Regions from separate parts of the Mus musculus genome. Here all the other regions are linked to region 1. The links are chromatin contacts, called in public HiChIP or PLAC-seq and promoter capture Hi-C maps. All regions are on one chromosome and are shown on one strand. Each heading gives the region's core, a stretch centred on a gene start, on an enhancer-like site or on the middle of the called end of the contact. The rest is flanking DNA. Distances are from core to core; before and after follow the strand shown.

Region 1 (2,706 bases), core at 141-2,640:
TCCCTACCAAATAAAGGACACTGTTTGGAGGTGACTTTGAAGTCCAAAGGTCTTTTTTATCACAACAGGCAGGTATTCACCTACACAATGGGTATCATTAATCCTGTCCTGCTGAATGCCCTGGCCCCTTTGTCGAACAGAGATGGCTGTGTTCTTTTCAACTGTAGCAGAACTCGAAGATCCTCCTCCCCCAGGAGCAGGTTCTGGAAGCTCTGGTGGCCCACAGGGAGGATGGCTGTGTTCCTCCACAGCCCTGCCTTCACCTGGTCCTCACTAGCTCCTAGTCCCTCTGCACAACGGTCAAGTGTCTCCTGGGCACCAGGGTAGGGGTACTGAGATGATGCCCGGGTTTGTTTCCTGATTCCAGGCTAAACTCACAAAGCCCCACCATAGCCATTTTGCAGGTTTTCTTTTTTTCTCGCCCCCTCCGCCCCCAATCAGTTGCCAAAAAGCTGAGTGCTTCTTCACCCATAATGCTGGGAGCAGAGGCCAAAGAATCCGTTTCCAGCTCTGTACCTCTTGCTCCAATGAGCCCCTTTAAAAACCTGATTTCTGGGATGACTGGTCAGAGGACAAGAACATCCAGCCTGATTTAGAGACAGGCCAAGAACAAGCCTCTCCATCTCTTACACATTTGTTTGATCTTGAGATGTTTTTAAGCAAGTCTCAAGTGCCTCTCTCTGGACTATGGGAAAGAACCAGGTACTAAAAGGCCACAGCCAACAAACTCTGGCTCACTCCAGTCACTTCTGCTGAAACCTAGATGAGGGGGCGGGCCCTCTCGCTCCCTGCTCCGGAGGCCTCTGCCACGTTCTCGCCTCCCTGTGGGAAGCTATCCCGGCCGGGTGTGGTGGCGACCTCCACACGGGGGTCTGAGCGCCCGCTGGCAACTTTGTGCCTCTGAGCCTCAGCTCTGGCCTCGCCCCTGAGACCAACTGGCGCGATTTCGCTTTCGCTTTGCGCTTGTGGTCCCGCGTGGCTCCCTCTGAGGTGGCCATGGGCCCCTGCGTGGTCCCCGGGCGGCCCGGGCCGCAGCCTCACCCCAGCCTCTCCTTGCTCTCGTCCGGGCTTAGCTGATCGAAGGTCTTGGAGTCCTCCTTGCCCAGGAAGGCCTCATGATCGTACTGGAAGCTCTGGTTGTCCTCGGGCGGCCGCTCGCCCAGCTCTGAGTCCGGCCGAACCACGCGCTCCTTGCGCACCGTGGGCTTGGCCCGCAGCGCCAGCACCAGCGCCAGCAGCAGCCCCAGGGCGAGTCCCAAGCGGCCACCGCGCGCCATGGTCGCGAGCAAAGGGAGGCTGCGGGGCAGTGGGGGCTCACAGCGCCGCTGCCGCTGTCCCCTCCCCAGCGAGGGGCGCGCCCGGCTGGCTCGAGGAGGCTCGGGCCGCCCCACTCACGCGCCCATTGGCCACGGCGCCGCCGGGGGAGGCTGGGGCCGCGGAGCCACGTCGCCAGCCAGGGTGGTGGGCGCCGGGCTCCGGTTTCGCTTCGGCCCCTCCCCGCTATCTCGTTGCGAGGGGCGGGTCCAGATGATGGGGGTTGCGGACTGGAGGGTTCTCTGCAAGACCGGAAAGAAGTACTTTGAGAAAATGCAACAGATGTTTTGGGGTGATAGCTCGTCTTCGCTTTTAGAAAAGCAGCGCTTCCACTCAGCTTCCAGCTGACAGCCCGAACTTCAGCCCAAGGCTGGCCCAGAGATGAACATTTAAGTCCGGTTAACAATTTGCATTGTGGTTAGGAGAGCACTTGAGTCTGGAAGGAGGCCAGGATGGGCGTGGTCCCCTAGGTTAGGGAGAAGGCAATCTTAACATCCATGGGATAACACCAGAGGACTGTGGGAGGAGACGGGGTGAATAAGGAGAAGTTCTTTCAAGCTCCTATGGGAGAGAGGCAGAAAGGCTTCCTAAAAGAAGCAGAGATATCATATAAAGCTTTCGTTTCTGAATGTTGGCAAGCCATTTTTACAAACCTACTATCTGTCTCAAATCCTATCAGCGTATTAAATCCGAAATAATGATACCAGTTAGTGATGGTCTGTATTATATAACTTTCTACAGCGAAGGAAATGTTCTCTATATGGCCACTGAATACTTGACATGGAGCCGGTCCAAAGCCAATAGTTGAGCTTAAATGTAAATAGCCACGCGTGGCTAGTGTCTAACAAACTGAGAATGCCCGTCTGAACCTTTTACTCTTCACAAAAATGCATGTAAATGTCAGAGGGTCGACGAATCTTTTAAAGAGTCCCAGGAAACTGTGGTTGAAGAGAGAAGCCTCCTCCTAACCCCAGCCCTAAAAGCTGCAAAACCACCTGTTCACCCCCACCTTTCTAACATTCTGAAGAAAAGGTCAGCTTCTCGCCCTTACAGTAAGGAAACCAAGACATTATAGCACAGAAGCAAGAATCTTTCTATTAAGATCATTTTCGGTCAACCAAATAAGATGATGAGCCTGATACACATAAGCATTTATGGCTGCCTTAGGATTTTACTGCTGTGAACAGACTCCATGACCAAGGCAGCTTGTATAAGGACAACATTTCATTGGGGCTGACTTATAGGTTCAGAGGTTGAGTCCATTATCATTAAGGTTGGGAGCATGGTAGCATCCAGGCAGACATGGTGCAGGAGGAGCTGAGAGTTCTACGACTTCATCTGAAGGCTGTTAGGAGAAAACTCTCTTCTAGGCAGCTAGGATGATGGTTTTAA
Region 2 (2,706 bases), core at 90-2,589, 1.6 Mb after region 1:
TATTCTCCAGCCACCATGGGATCCAGTCATCTGTATACCCCACTTGTTCGTATCAATTCTTCAAGCATCACTAATTCCTCCTTCACCTCGGAGGTTTCCATCAACCTATGTAAAAGAGTAAACTTCCAGTCTTTCTGCTTTACAGCAACACCATACTCTGCTACTTGTTAGTGCATTATATGCAAAGCTCCAAAGGCAAGGCACTACCGGATTCCCTCAACAGCCAAGGCTTCTCTAATTAGCAAATTCTGACACTTTACTCTTTAGAAATTTTTTGAATAAACACAAGGTCAGAAATTCCTAGAGTCCCAAATGGCAGACTCTCCTTGAAATCGATGTGATCGGATCCCACTTCTCTGCAATGATCCCCACCACAACCCCGCGTGGGATTCACTCATTAATGCCCCTACTCTCTGCCAATGCCTCAACTCATCAGACATAATCAACAGCACTAGGGTAGAAAAAAATTTAAAACAAAACGAAACAAATGAAACCCTCAACCCACCAAAGTGCGTAACTAAATATCACACGGTTAGAACTGCGAAGATTGTGAATTTTAAAGACGGTCTGGAGAGATGGTTCCAGAAGACCCAAGTTAATTCCCAGCACCCACGCCGGTGGCTCAGACTATCCTGTAACTCCAGTTTCAAGGTAATCCGACGCCCTGTTCTGATCTGTCGGGGCTCCAGCCACGCACTGCTGGCACATACATACTGGCAAGACATCCATCCATACAAAATAAAGTAATAAAACAAAATGTTTTTAAAGTTAGACTTGGGAGGCAGAGGCAGGCGGATCTCTGTGAGTTCTAGGTTAGCCTCGTCCACATAGAGAATTCCAAGTCAGCCAAGACTACACAGAGAAACTGTCTCAAAAAACAAAACAAAACAACAAAACTTAAAAGCCCCAGGCCTGGTTACTCGTTTCTGTAATCTGAGCTACTCAGGAGGGGCTTGATGAGTTGGAGGGTAGTTTAGGACATTTGGCACGAGTGAGTCCTCACAAAGAAGCTGAGGATGAAGCTCAGCAGTGGCGAGGCCCTGGTTCAAATAAAACCCTGCAATCTGATGCAGTGGCGGACCTACTGTGTGCAGGGTAGAGCCGGGTGCCAGGCTGCTACAAGCCCCTTCCGCCGTACAAGCCTCCCCTCCCAACACTCCTCCCGGTTCACCGCGGCCTCCCACATTCAAGTGCCATCGGTAGAGTCCACTCACAGCCCTACGGCCCGACCCGGCCCGGTCCACCTGAGCTGCCACGGGTCTCCGCTGGGCTCCGGAAGCACCGTCTCTGCACAGGCCAAGCTCGGCTTTCCACACCACCGCCGGCCCCGCGCAGAAACCGAGAGGACGGCGAGGGCGGCTAGAGAGACCGCTTGTACCATGGAGAGGAACCAGGAGGAGCCTAGAGCGGAAGCCAGCCCGGAGGCCTCCGGAGGAGGAAGGGCTGGGTGCGGGGGACAAGGGGGGATGACTCAATCCAACGCAAGAGTTGCTTCAGTTGCTCGCCCGCCTTGGGGAACTTGTATCCTCTCCTGAGGTTGGGGAATTGGGAGGCTCTTGGAGGCCCTTAGCAAACACAGGTTTCCTTTACTTCGTTTGCAAATCTGTTCTGTGCAGGACACCAAACAAACGCACCTAGATAGCCCTAATCCTGGAGGAGAGTTAAATGCAACTCAAGGAATGGACCTTTTATTTAAAGTCTCACATTTTATTTTTTGATCCATTCCAACTAAACATATTCTAAAACGCTCTCTCTATTATATATTGTAAAAAAAAAAAAAAAGTCTAGATCTTTGAGTAAAAGGTACACCACAGGAAATTAACCTTTACATTTTGGGGGTGGAGAGAAGAGGTGTAATCATTGTTGTTTTGAGGTGCGTGAGTTTTTGTTTTAATTTTGGGACAAGGTTGCAGCCAGGTAGTTGAGGCTGGACCCTAGAACTCTATAGGTAGTCCACGCGGCTATGAATATAACGTTTTCTTGGTTTTGAGAATTTGACACATATGGTGTGTTTGGATCAACTCCACCTCCAGTGATGTCATCTAGAAGTGCAGGACTGGGTTCGGTTCTCTTTGTCAGCTCAAGGATTAAAAAGGAGGACAGCATTACCTGAAATTTTTGGGTGTCCCTGCAGAGTCAACATATGATAACCTAGGAATTTGGGTTCCTTCCTGGGGATCTTAGTTTTATTAATAAAAGAATAAACTAAAACAGAACAACTCAAGGACAACTTATTAGAATTTTAAAAAGAAAACCCAAGAGCAGGCAATTTGTTAATCTTTAAGTTGTCCCAAAGAGGAAGATGTAGAGTATAAATATGACCGGCCTCAGTGGCAGACAGCCTTGGGGTGAGAGGTGGAACTTCCGCAAAGAGGAGGAAGTCTAATGCTAAGTTAGAGAGCTCTGGCCAGCACCTGAAGGAAAAAGATGGAACAATAAATAGTTACACAGTTTTTTTGTCGTGCCTCAGAAAGCAGGTCAGACCCATTGAGGTCAGCCAAACCTAACCAAGGCTCTGCTCTTAGGACTGAATGGGGCATTGGAAGGAGTCTGGGAAGGGAAAACTTGCTCTTAAGCTGAACCTACCTTCCTAGTAGATGTCTCCCAGCCAGACCCTGACCTGCCCCATTGGATTAGACCTTAAGGGAAGAGACTAGGGCATGCCTACAGCTAGGCAGAGATTCCACTCCCTTCTACCTTCTCTCA
Region 3 (2,706 bases), core at 132-2,631, 1.4 Mb after region 1:
GGGGTTTTTACTAGCAAAGAGCGCTGCTTCAACCAGAGAGAGCTTTCTCTAACAGAAAGTTGGCTATCTCAACCAAAGAGGTTTTAGAATAGCCAGAAAAGGCTGTCCCGAGCAGAACAGAGAGAGAGAGAGAGAGAGAGAGAGAGAGAGGTCTGGAAAGCTGTCTCAGGCAGAGCAGAACAAAGAGAGAGTGCACGATATGGAATGCTGTCTTGAGCAGAACATAGACTGCCAGCTTGTAACCCACGATTTGACTTCCAATCATTTGTTTGCACTGATAAACCTTCTCTCAGGAACCTAGACCTAGCTGAGGCTGGACCTTGGCAGTTTGGGGCATATTTCACTTAACAAGATTCCTTCAATGGGTTCTGATGCAGTATGTCTCAGAATTTTCTTTCTTTTGAGGGCTGAATACTATTCTGTTTTACATATGTGTATTGTTAGGGTCCAGGAATCTCCTCACACACCCCACAAACACTGACCTCAGTCAGACAGAGATAGTTTATTGAGCCTATGCCCCAGGGCCAGGGCCAGATTTAGGAACTGAACCGTGATTCATAGTTAAAACCCTAAGGGTTTTGAAACCCAAAATCCACAAACATCTGTGCCAAGTTATTTCAACAATCAGGATTTAGGGATAGGGGATTTCCTTAAGAACGTGTCTTTTTGTACATCTATCTGGTTTCCATTGGTTGGGGTATTCAACTATGGCAAGGGACTTGCCTTGTCTAACAGTCATGTCTTAACTTCTTTACCACGATGTCAGTTACCTACGTCCATGTCTCTTTCTGTCGAGTACGATGTCAGTTCTCACGGGGGTCTTACGTTTACATTCAAAATGGAAGTCTTGTTCCAAATAGTCTCTTATATTGGTACAGGTGTCTCTCTTATGTTGGGGTCCCTCCCAGGGGCAGCTTACACCCTAAAAGCTTATACACAGGTGCAGGAAGTGTTGTTTGTGGTTGGTTCAGGTCCAAGCTTATTGTGAGTAACCATGCAAAACCGTCCTACTGACTTGTATTGTGATTGATTTCCAAGGGCATAAGACAGCAGATATTCAGGTTGGCATTAGAAGCTTTCCTAGTAACTATAGGACAGGCAACTGCTATAGAAAATGATATGAAAAAGTTTCCTTATAATGGCAAGCTAGCCAGGTAACTGTTACCTAGGCCTTAACATTCCATTTAGGCCTTACTATTTTACCCAGGTCCTAACATACACTGCATTCGTTTACCTACTCCATTGTATTCATATACCACATTTTGTTTACTCATTCACCTGCTGATGGGTTCAGGGTGTTACCATATAATATGGATTCTGCGTACTGCTGCTATGAGCACCTGCACACAAGGCCCTGGTTTTAGTTCTTGCGGTACTATATGTTATTTCTACCTTTAACTTACGAAGTGACACTATCATTTTCTATAATGGTTGCCTGTCCTACAGTCCCACAAGCATGCTCTCAGGTTGTTTTCAGCAGAAATCATTGCCACCTCACACTGCTCCCAAGAACACAACTCTGGTGACAAGAATCAAGAGTCCCAGAGTTGATCTTTTTCCATTGAGGGATAAGGAGAGGACCAAGCCTTACACTGTAGTCAGGGGATGCAGAAATGCACAAGAAGAGAATAGTCTGACTGGACAGAGAAAGGCAGCATTCAAAGAAGGTACAACAGCACCTGAACTTAAACATGACACCCTCCAAGAGGAGCGTAAATCCGCCATCTGCCCAGCACTGCTTCAGGGTGCACCTGGTCAGATGTGTGCCGTTGTAAGAGTTGTGTTCATGGGATCTACAGACTGCAACAGATGCCAGACAGACTCTCAGACAAAGCCTCCTTGTTGCTGTTTGTCTCCAGATAGTTCAATCCAGGTCTTTTGTTTTGTTTTGTTTTGTTTTTTGTTTCTGGGAAAATAAATAAATGTTTGGATTTCTAACAATACTTCCCACCTCTGAGCAAAACTAATTTATGATACTTCATATACAGTGTGCAGAAATTCCAAAAAGAAAGTATATCCCTGTCACCCAACCCTGACTTATACATGGAGGGTCTGGGGGAGCAGAAGGAGAGCCAGCAGGTGTGGTGGTTTGAATATGGTTTGAAAGGGCTAGGGGTGTGGCCTTGTTGGAGGAAGTGTGTTTTGGGGAGTTTCAAAAATGCAAGCCAGGCCCAGGGTCTCTCGCTTCATGCTTCGCGCTTTCTCTGGATTCTAATGTAGAACTCTCAGCTACATCTTCAGTGCCGTGTCTGCCTGCATGCTGCCATGTGTCCCAACCTGCCAATAATGGACTAAACCTCTGAAAGTGTATGCAAGTCCCAGTTAAATGCTTTCTTTTATAAGAGCTGTTGTGGTCATGGTATGTAGTCACAGCAATAGAACACCGAGTAAGATGGGAAGACATGCTTTCTGATTTCTGGTTAACTTGGTTAACTTGAGCTAGCCTTAGAATGCTTCAGTGTGAAACACTGTAGATTTGAAAACGACTGAGTACTTTATGATCTTCCTGTCAAAGCCCCTTCGAATACTGGGACCTAGCAATCCTATAATGGCTCCTTCTTTAGGAAGACCAGAACATTCTCAGTTGCTAGAAAACCTCAGGAGATCCCATGTTCCAGAATTTCCCTCTTTGGGCTTTATTCTCTATGCAAGATGTTTGTGGGTTTTCTTATTGTAAAATTAGGGTTGTCATAGAGACATCTGTTT
Region 4 (2,706 bases), core at 77-2,576, 1.3 Mb after region 1:
CAAAATATGAAACTGCCCCTTCACCTCATCTTTGGCATCCTTTAATGTCAGTGTCACTTGCTGTGATTTGTGCTTGGCCAGAGAAGGCACTGTCCTTTCCCCTCAGCCCATCAGGCAAGCACTGACACTCTGGGCACACTATACAATGAAAGTACATCAGTAAGCCCATTTCCCCTTCATTTCTGCATCCTGAGCAGAAGAGATGGACTACTTAAAATTCAAGTGTCAGGAAAGTCCATTGTAAAAGGGAAATATTTTCAAGCGAATTCCGTTTGATCTTTTTTTTTTTTTTCTTTAAATAAGGGGCTCCTTCTGCCTCTCTCCCTTCCTTTCCAGACCTTGGAAACCAATTAGTCTCAGCACAGAGGCTACAGGCCAGGTTGAAACGGCTCCTTTTTAATTTTAGGGGATATAATTTCAGCCAGGACGTCTAGTCAGTTGTCATGTAGTATACAAAGCACAGGTTTCACTCTCGTGCACATACATTGGTGTTCCCTTCGGAGAATGCAGATTTTCTTTTCTTTTCTTCTTTCTTCTTCTTCTTCTTTTTTTTTTTTTTTTTTTTTTTTTTTTTTTGAATCTGACTCCTAGAAAGGAATTAGATCTGGTCGCCGTCCAAATCCTTCGGCTCTGACAGTGGCATAACATCACAGGGCCACCTCATCTTTCAGACAGCCGTGCCAACCAAGTTTTCTAAAAAGCCGTCTGTCCCACCATTTCAGCGGCTTTTCCTATCCTTACCCCGCCCTCCTTTTGCATACAAATCCTAGTGTTCCGCTCCCCTTCCCCGCCAGGTTTCCAAAGTAGCAGAGAAAATTGGAGTAACTTCGATTTATTTATTTATTTATTTATTTGAAGAGCGTGTCTTTGGGAAAGGGAGAATGTGATTCAAAGGGGCGCGGGGGTGTGGGTGCGGAAACAATTAAAGCCTTTGCCTGACTTCACCTTCTTATCCTGAACCTGTCTTAATTCTTGAAGGTGAAAAAACACCAGCTGGGTTGGCCTTTTCTTTCTCAGGAACAACATTACAGAGCCAAAGTGGGGTGTGTGTGCCTCTGGCTCTATGAGAGGGTTTAGGAGAGGGAAGCCTTGATACCCCATAGGAAAGTCTCAGTTCAGCAGTGTGGAGGGACCCTGGGGTCGCCCCTCTTGTGAGATCTTAGTGCCCCAGTCGCTCCTCCTGCCCCTGCAGCGAGTTCTGCGCTTTGGAGCTGTGCCAGGACCTCTGACAGAGCCTGGCAGGTTCATGAGTGGGGGGCGGGGGCTTGGTGTTCTCTTTGCAGAAGACGACCATCTGGGGGGCTCCCTTATTTTCCTGGCGCTCAGTGGCCCGCCCCCATCTCCCCGACCCCTATCATTTTAACGCTGATCACACACGATGGTGAACTTGCAGCTCAGCTTCCTGCCGCCTGCTTGACCCAGGGAGCACCAGCAGCCTGCGGGCCTCGCCCTCCGCTCTCCCTCCTCTCCTGGAAACCCCGCGGCCTCGGGGCGTGGGTGGGGGGTTCGAGTGGGCCGGAACTACGGCAGGGGCGTGCAGGGCGCGGGGTCCCAGCGGGGAGCTCACAGCAAGCGGCGCCTGGGCGGCCCTGCTTCCTGGAGCTGTGCTCCTTTGACCCCAGTGGCAGTCCCTGTCACTGCACCGCTCGCGCTCCCTTCGCTCGCCGCGCCCTCGCTGCCTCTCCTCGCCCCCTCGCTCCTTCTCTTCCCAGATCGAGGCTGCTCCGGTCCTCTCCACCTCCCCACGCAGCGACCCCGCGTCCCGCTCGCACCGCGCCCCTGTGCTGCCCTCCCAGGCCCTGGATCGGCGGCGGGGACCTCCGGGGTCGAAGGTTCTGGCCCGCCCGCGCCCCTCGCCCCTGCCGCCCCCAGCGCTGCTCCAAGCCGGCTCGGGTTGCTTGGCGATGGCTCGCCCGCACACCGGGCGCTGAAGGCATCCCGGGGACCCGGAGCGCAGCCCGGGAAAGGTAATCCGCCCGGGGAAGGGAGGCGGAGGGCGGGGGAGGGGGGAGGAGGCGGCCGGTGCCGGGCGCGAGAGGAAGGGGAAAAAAAAATGCACACACAAAGCGGAGCCCGGGTGAGAGGTGCCTTGTCAGAGGCGCGTGCGAGGGCGCGGGGGCTGCGGAGCGCGGCGGCCCCGCCGACCCTGAGGTTGGCCGACTGAACACTCGAGGACCCGGGGAGAGCAGATTTGTCTCCCCCGAAGCCCCCAACAAGCGAGAGCGAATTTCTTTACGTAGCTGTCCTTCTTCCCACTCCCCATCTCGCCCCCTGTTCTCCCTTCCCCCCAGCCCTCGGCCACGGACCTCTCGGGGTCCCCACCTCCCTGCCCCCTCCTCCGCCGGGTTTCTCAGGAAGGTGGTGGCGGCAGGGGGAGGGGGTTGTCCGCGAAAGCCTGCGGCAAAGCCCCGGGGCAAGGGATGGGGGTGGGGCCCGGGAGTCCGAGATCTGTTTACTAGAAAGTCCCAGGGTCGTGCGCCGCAGCTGCCCCGGCCTAGGCCCGGGTGCATTGTGTTGGCCCGAGCCCTGTGCGCCCGCGGCGGCCCGGGGCCAGGTGCAGTGGCCGGACGGCTCGGTGCAGCTTTGTGCTCCGGCCGCCCGCGCGCGCAGCGCTCCAGCGCGGAGCTCTCCGCCAGCCCCCGCGCCCGGACCTTACTCTCCGGTCTCGGCGATTGCTGCCTGCCGAGCGAGAGGGCTGGGAGGCGG
Region 5 (2,706 bases), core at 119-2,618, 1.3 Mb before region 1:
CTACTTTATATTTCATCATTTAGCTCAGGTTCCTCTTGTTTGAGTAATAAAATATCCTTTGCTCTTTGATGCAGGAGGTGGAGGAGGGGCTCAGACCTATTTTACAAACAACTAAACAGTGCTATTGAAATGGGTTAGTCCGGTACGAGCATTGAGTGCTCCTGCAGAAGACCCTGATCTGATACAGTCTCCGGCACCCATATCCTCCTGACCTCTGTGGGCATCTGAGTGCACACACACACACACACTCATGGTTCCACACACAATAAAACTTAAAAAGGAAAAGAGAGAAAACATGTACATGTCCAGCGACATGCTAGGCATGGTGATGCTCGTCTCTGACGCCTGCCAGGTAAGAGAGACAAGAGGATTGCTGGAATTATGTGGCCGACCACATGGGAAGTTCTAATCCAACTTGGGTTACACAAAAGCAAACAACCAGCCTCTCCTCCAAGTCAAACTGCTTGCCCAAGACTAGCAGTCTGGATATCAGACTCCATCTTTTGCTGCCCCACCCCATGTATTTAGCACATATCTGTATACACAAGTTCGCTCACGGAGCTGAGCCTGCGCTTCCATGACCTCCAACCCTCCCTGCTCATTCCTGCAGGTGATCATTAAAAGAGTAAGCAGCCTGAAGGAAATTGACTTCTCCTTAGTTACTGGCTCATAGTTCATAAAAATGAGCTGTACATGTCTCTTGGACAGAACATCCAGTTCTCAGGGATGGGTGTGGTGTTTGAGGTGGGCCCCATAATTTCCTTTTGGTGTTTTGCTGCCTGTCAGCTCCTGATAACTTATGTGTTCAGAAGAGAATTAAACTGCATTTCATAAAAAAAAAAAAAAAAAGTTGTTTGCCTCAGGGTCATTACAAACTCAGACTGCTTCCCCATTTCCAGAATATTCCATAGCATCTCTACATTTACCAGAAAAATTTCCTTTTCTCCCTCTGTAGAGAATGAAGTCAGCCACACATTTTTTTTCAGTTTCTAAATAATGAGTCAAGATTGCTAGGACAAAGGGTCTGGTTGTTAGGAAATATTTTCCACTCCCTGATAAAAGGAGAAAGCTGAATTTCTCTCTCAGCCTCGGCCAACTCTGTGTGCAGTATTAGCAGCAGAAAAGAATTGAAGGCTTCTGGGAGGAGTCTAGGGCCCGAGACTAAAGTGTGCCTGGGCTATTTTGGGGCGGGTAGTGCAGGGCAGCAGCTGCACCAAAAGAGGTCAAGGACGATAGCTTTGCCCGAAGCTGACTCGTGGGGCGGGGCCTCTGCTCTCCAGAGCTCCGCCTCCTAGGGGCGTAGCTAGAGCGAAGGGTGGGGCCACGCTCCGTCGGGGCGGGGCCTGTGGAATCTCCGAACTCCTAGACACGGGGCTTTGGCGCGCGTCTCCCGGCGCGGGGTTCCTCTCACGCAGCCTCCCATTCAAAAGATGCCGAAGGGGCGGCGCGGCAGCCAGAACCCCAAGATGAGCCAGCGGCCGGCCCCGCCCCTCTACTTTCCGTCGCTCTACGACCGGGGCATCTCGTCGTCTCCGCTGAGCGATTTTAACATCTGGAAGAAGCTCTTCGTGCCGCTGAAGGCGGGCGGGACGCCGGCGGCCGGGGTGGCAGGAGTAGCGGGGGTCCGATCCCTGCCTCTGGCACCCCCAGCTACGGTGCCGCCGCCGCCGCCTGGCCTGGGTCCCCCCAGCGAGCGCCCGTGTCCTCCTCCCTGGCCGTCCGGCCTGGCTTCTATTCCCTACGAGCCTCTGCGCTTCTTCTACTCGCCGCCTCCAGGCCCCGAGATGGCAACTTCGGCCCTGGTCCCCGGCTCCACGACCCCCTGGCTCGCATCCGCCTCCCACCCTGAGGAGCTGTGCGAGCTAGAGATCCGGATTAAGGAGCTGGAGCTGCTCACAATCACTGGGGACGGCTTCGACTCCCAGCGCTGTGCGTGACTGCCAAACGAGCCCAATCCTAGCTGCCTTAATTGCCCCCTAGAGTCAGGCAACAGAATGTGACCCCAGCCCTAGGAGTTCCACCCCCAAATATCTGTCCTCCAGAGGTTCAGACCCCCACGTGCTGAATTTCAACCGACCCCTGCCTCCCCACACACCTGAGCTATTCAAGCCCTTTAGTTTTAAACCCTTAGGGGCTAGCCCTTGAAGTAATTTGACACTGACTCTTCACACCTGAAGCACACTCTTCTTAAATTTAGCAGTCCTACACAGTAAGACCACATTTCTGTAATCTAGAGCTCCACCCACAACAGGCTCCCTATCTCTAGAGACATTAATCTTCAGTATTCAAATCTTAAGCTGGGTCTGTGGGTGGAAGGAGATCATAAGAATCGCCCAGACCTTGAAGCCCCACAGTCATTCACTGAGGAGCCTTGGCCTCTGCCCTTCCCTGGGCCCCAAACCCTCGGACAAGATCTTGGACTTTGACATCTGGTCTAAAGTCTGAGGTTTTGGGGATCCACATCAGAGCAGAACAAGTGCTGATGTAAGCAGGAATCCTCTGGTATATGAACAGATGCCTCTCTAGCGGACAGTAAGGCAGTTAGAGCCAGCCATATTTCCAGAAGGACTAATTAAATTGCTCAGGAATTAGTAGCCTGAGGCTATCCTGATTCACCCCCTGTTCTAAGGCTTGAATTGGACTATTAGAGGAAGGCACATGGCTCTGGAAAGATAATTTCACCTCTGCAGCACAACAGGTTAAATT

What was found. Promoter capture Hi-C pulls out the DNA fragments that hold promoters and counts their contacts. HiChIP or PLAC-seq counts read pairs in DNA pulled down with a chosen protein or histone mark.
Region 2: a contact with region 1 is called in a promoter capture Hi-C map of embryonic stem cells, with 5 times the contacts expected there. The contact joins the promoter of Arl14ep here to the promoter of Rcn1 in region 1. A contact is called at or near these places in 15 of 39 promoter capture datasets (the 3T3-L1 cell line, 3T3-L1-derived adipocytes, the C10 cell line and 9 more), 5 of 115 datasets of contacts at active chromatin or transcription factors (acute myeloid leukemia, astrocytes, embryonic stem cells and 2 more) and 1 of 9 other capture datasets (liver).
Region 3: an H3K27ac HiChIP or PLAC-seq map of embryonic stem cells shows a contact between it and region 1, with 7 times the contacts expected there. The contact joins the promoter of C130023O10Rik here to the promoter of Rcn1 in region 1. A contact is called at or near these places in 2 of 39 promoter capture datasets (hippocampal neurons and liver) and 1 of 115 datasets of contacts at active chromatin or transcription factors (embryonic stem cells).
Region 4: a contact with region 1 is called in a promoter capture Hi-C map of stem cell-derived epiblast-like cells, with 5 times the contacts expected there. The contact joins the promoter of Mpped2 here to the promoter of Rcn1 in region 1. A contact is called at or near these places in 5 of 39 promoter capture datasets (cranial neural crest, embryonic stem cells, hippocampal neurons and 2 more), 1 of 484 Hi-C or Micro-C datasets (embryonic stem cells), 3 of 115 datasets of contacts at active chromatin or transcription factors (astrocytes and embryonic stem cells) and 1 of 9 other capture datasets (embryonic stem cells).
Region 5: a contact with region 1 is called in a promoter capture Hi-C map of pre-B cells, with 5 times the contacts expected there. The contact joins the promoter of A930018P22Rik here to the promoter of Rcn1 in region 1. A contact is called at or near these places in 2 of 39 promoter capture datasets (the 3T3-L1 cell line and pre-B cells).

What each region holds. Positions count from the first base shown.
Region 1 is chr2:105,397,929-105,400,634 of GRCm38.p6, forward strand. Rcn1 (reticulocalbin 1) reads right to left here and starts at 1,391. Exons shown (of 6, transcript NM_009037.2): 1 at 1,042-1,391. The coding sequence starts at 1,277.
Region 2 is chr2:106,973,058-106,975,763 of GRCm38.p6, forward strand. Arl14ep (ADP-ribosylation factor-like 14 effector protein) reads right to left here and starts at 1,340. Exons shown (of 5, transcript NM_001025102.2): 1 at 1,215-1,340.
Region 3 is chr2:106,816,677-106,819,382 of GRCm38.p6, forward strand. C130023O10Rik (RIKEN cDNA C130023O10 gene) reads left to right here and starts at 1,382. Exons shown (of 1, transcript NR_169080.1): 1 at 1,382-2,706. The region is part of intron 4 of Mpped2 (metallophosphoesterase domain containing 2); the gene reads left to right.
Region 4 is chr2:106,691,855-106,694,560 of GRCm38.p6, forward strand. It overlaps Mpped2 (metallophosphoesterase domain containing 2), which reads left to right and starts at 1,327. Exons shown (of 7, transcript NM_001143683.2): 1 at 1,327-1,967.
Region 5 is chr2:104,121,401-104,124,106 of GRCm38.p6, forward strand. It overlaps A930018P22Rik (RIKEN cDNA A930018P22 gene), which reads left to right and starts at 1,369. Exons shown (of 2, transcript NM_026634.2): 1 at 1,369-1,929. The coding sequence starts at 1,431.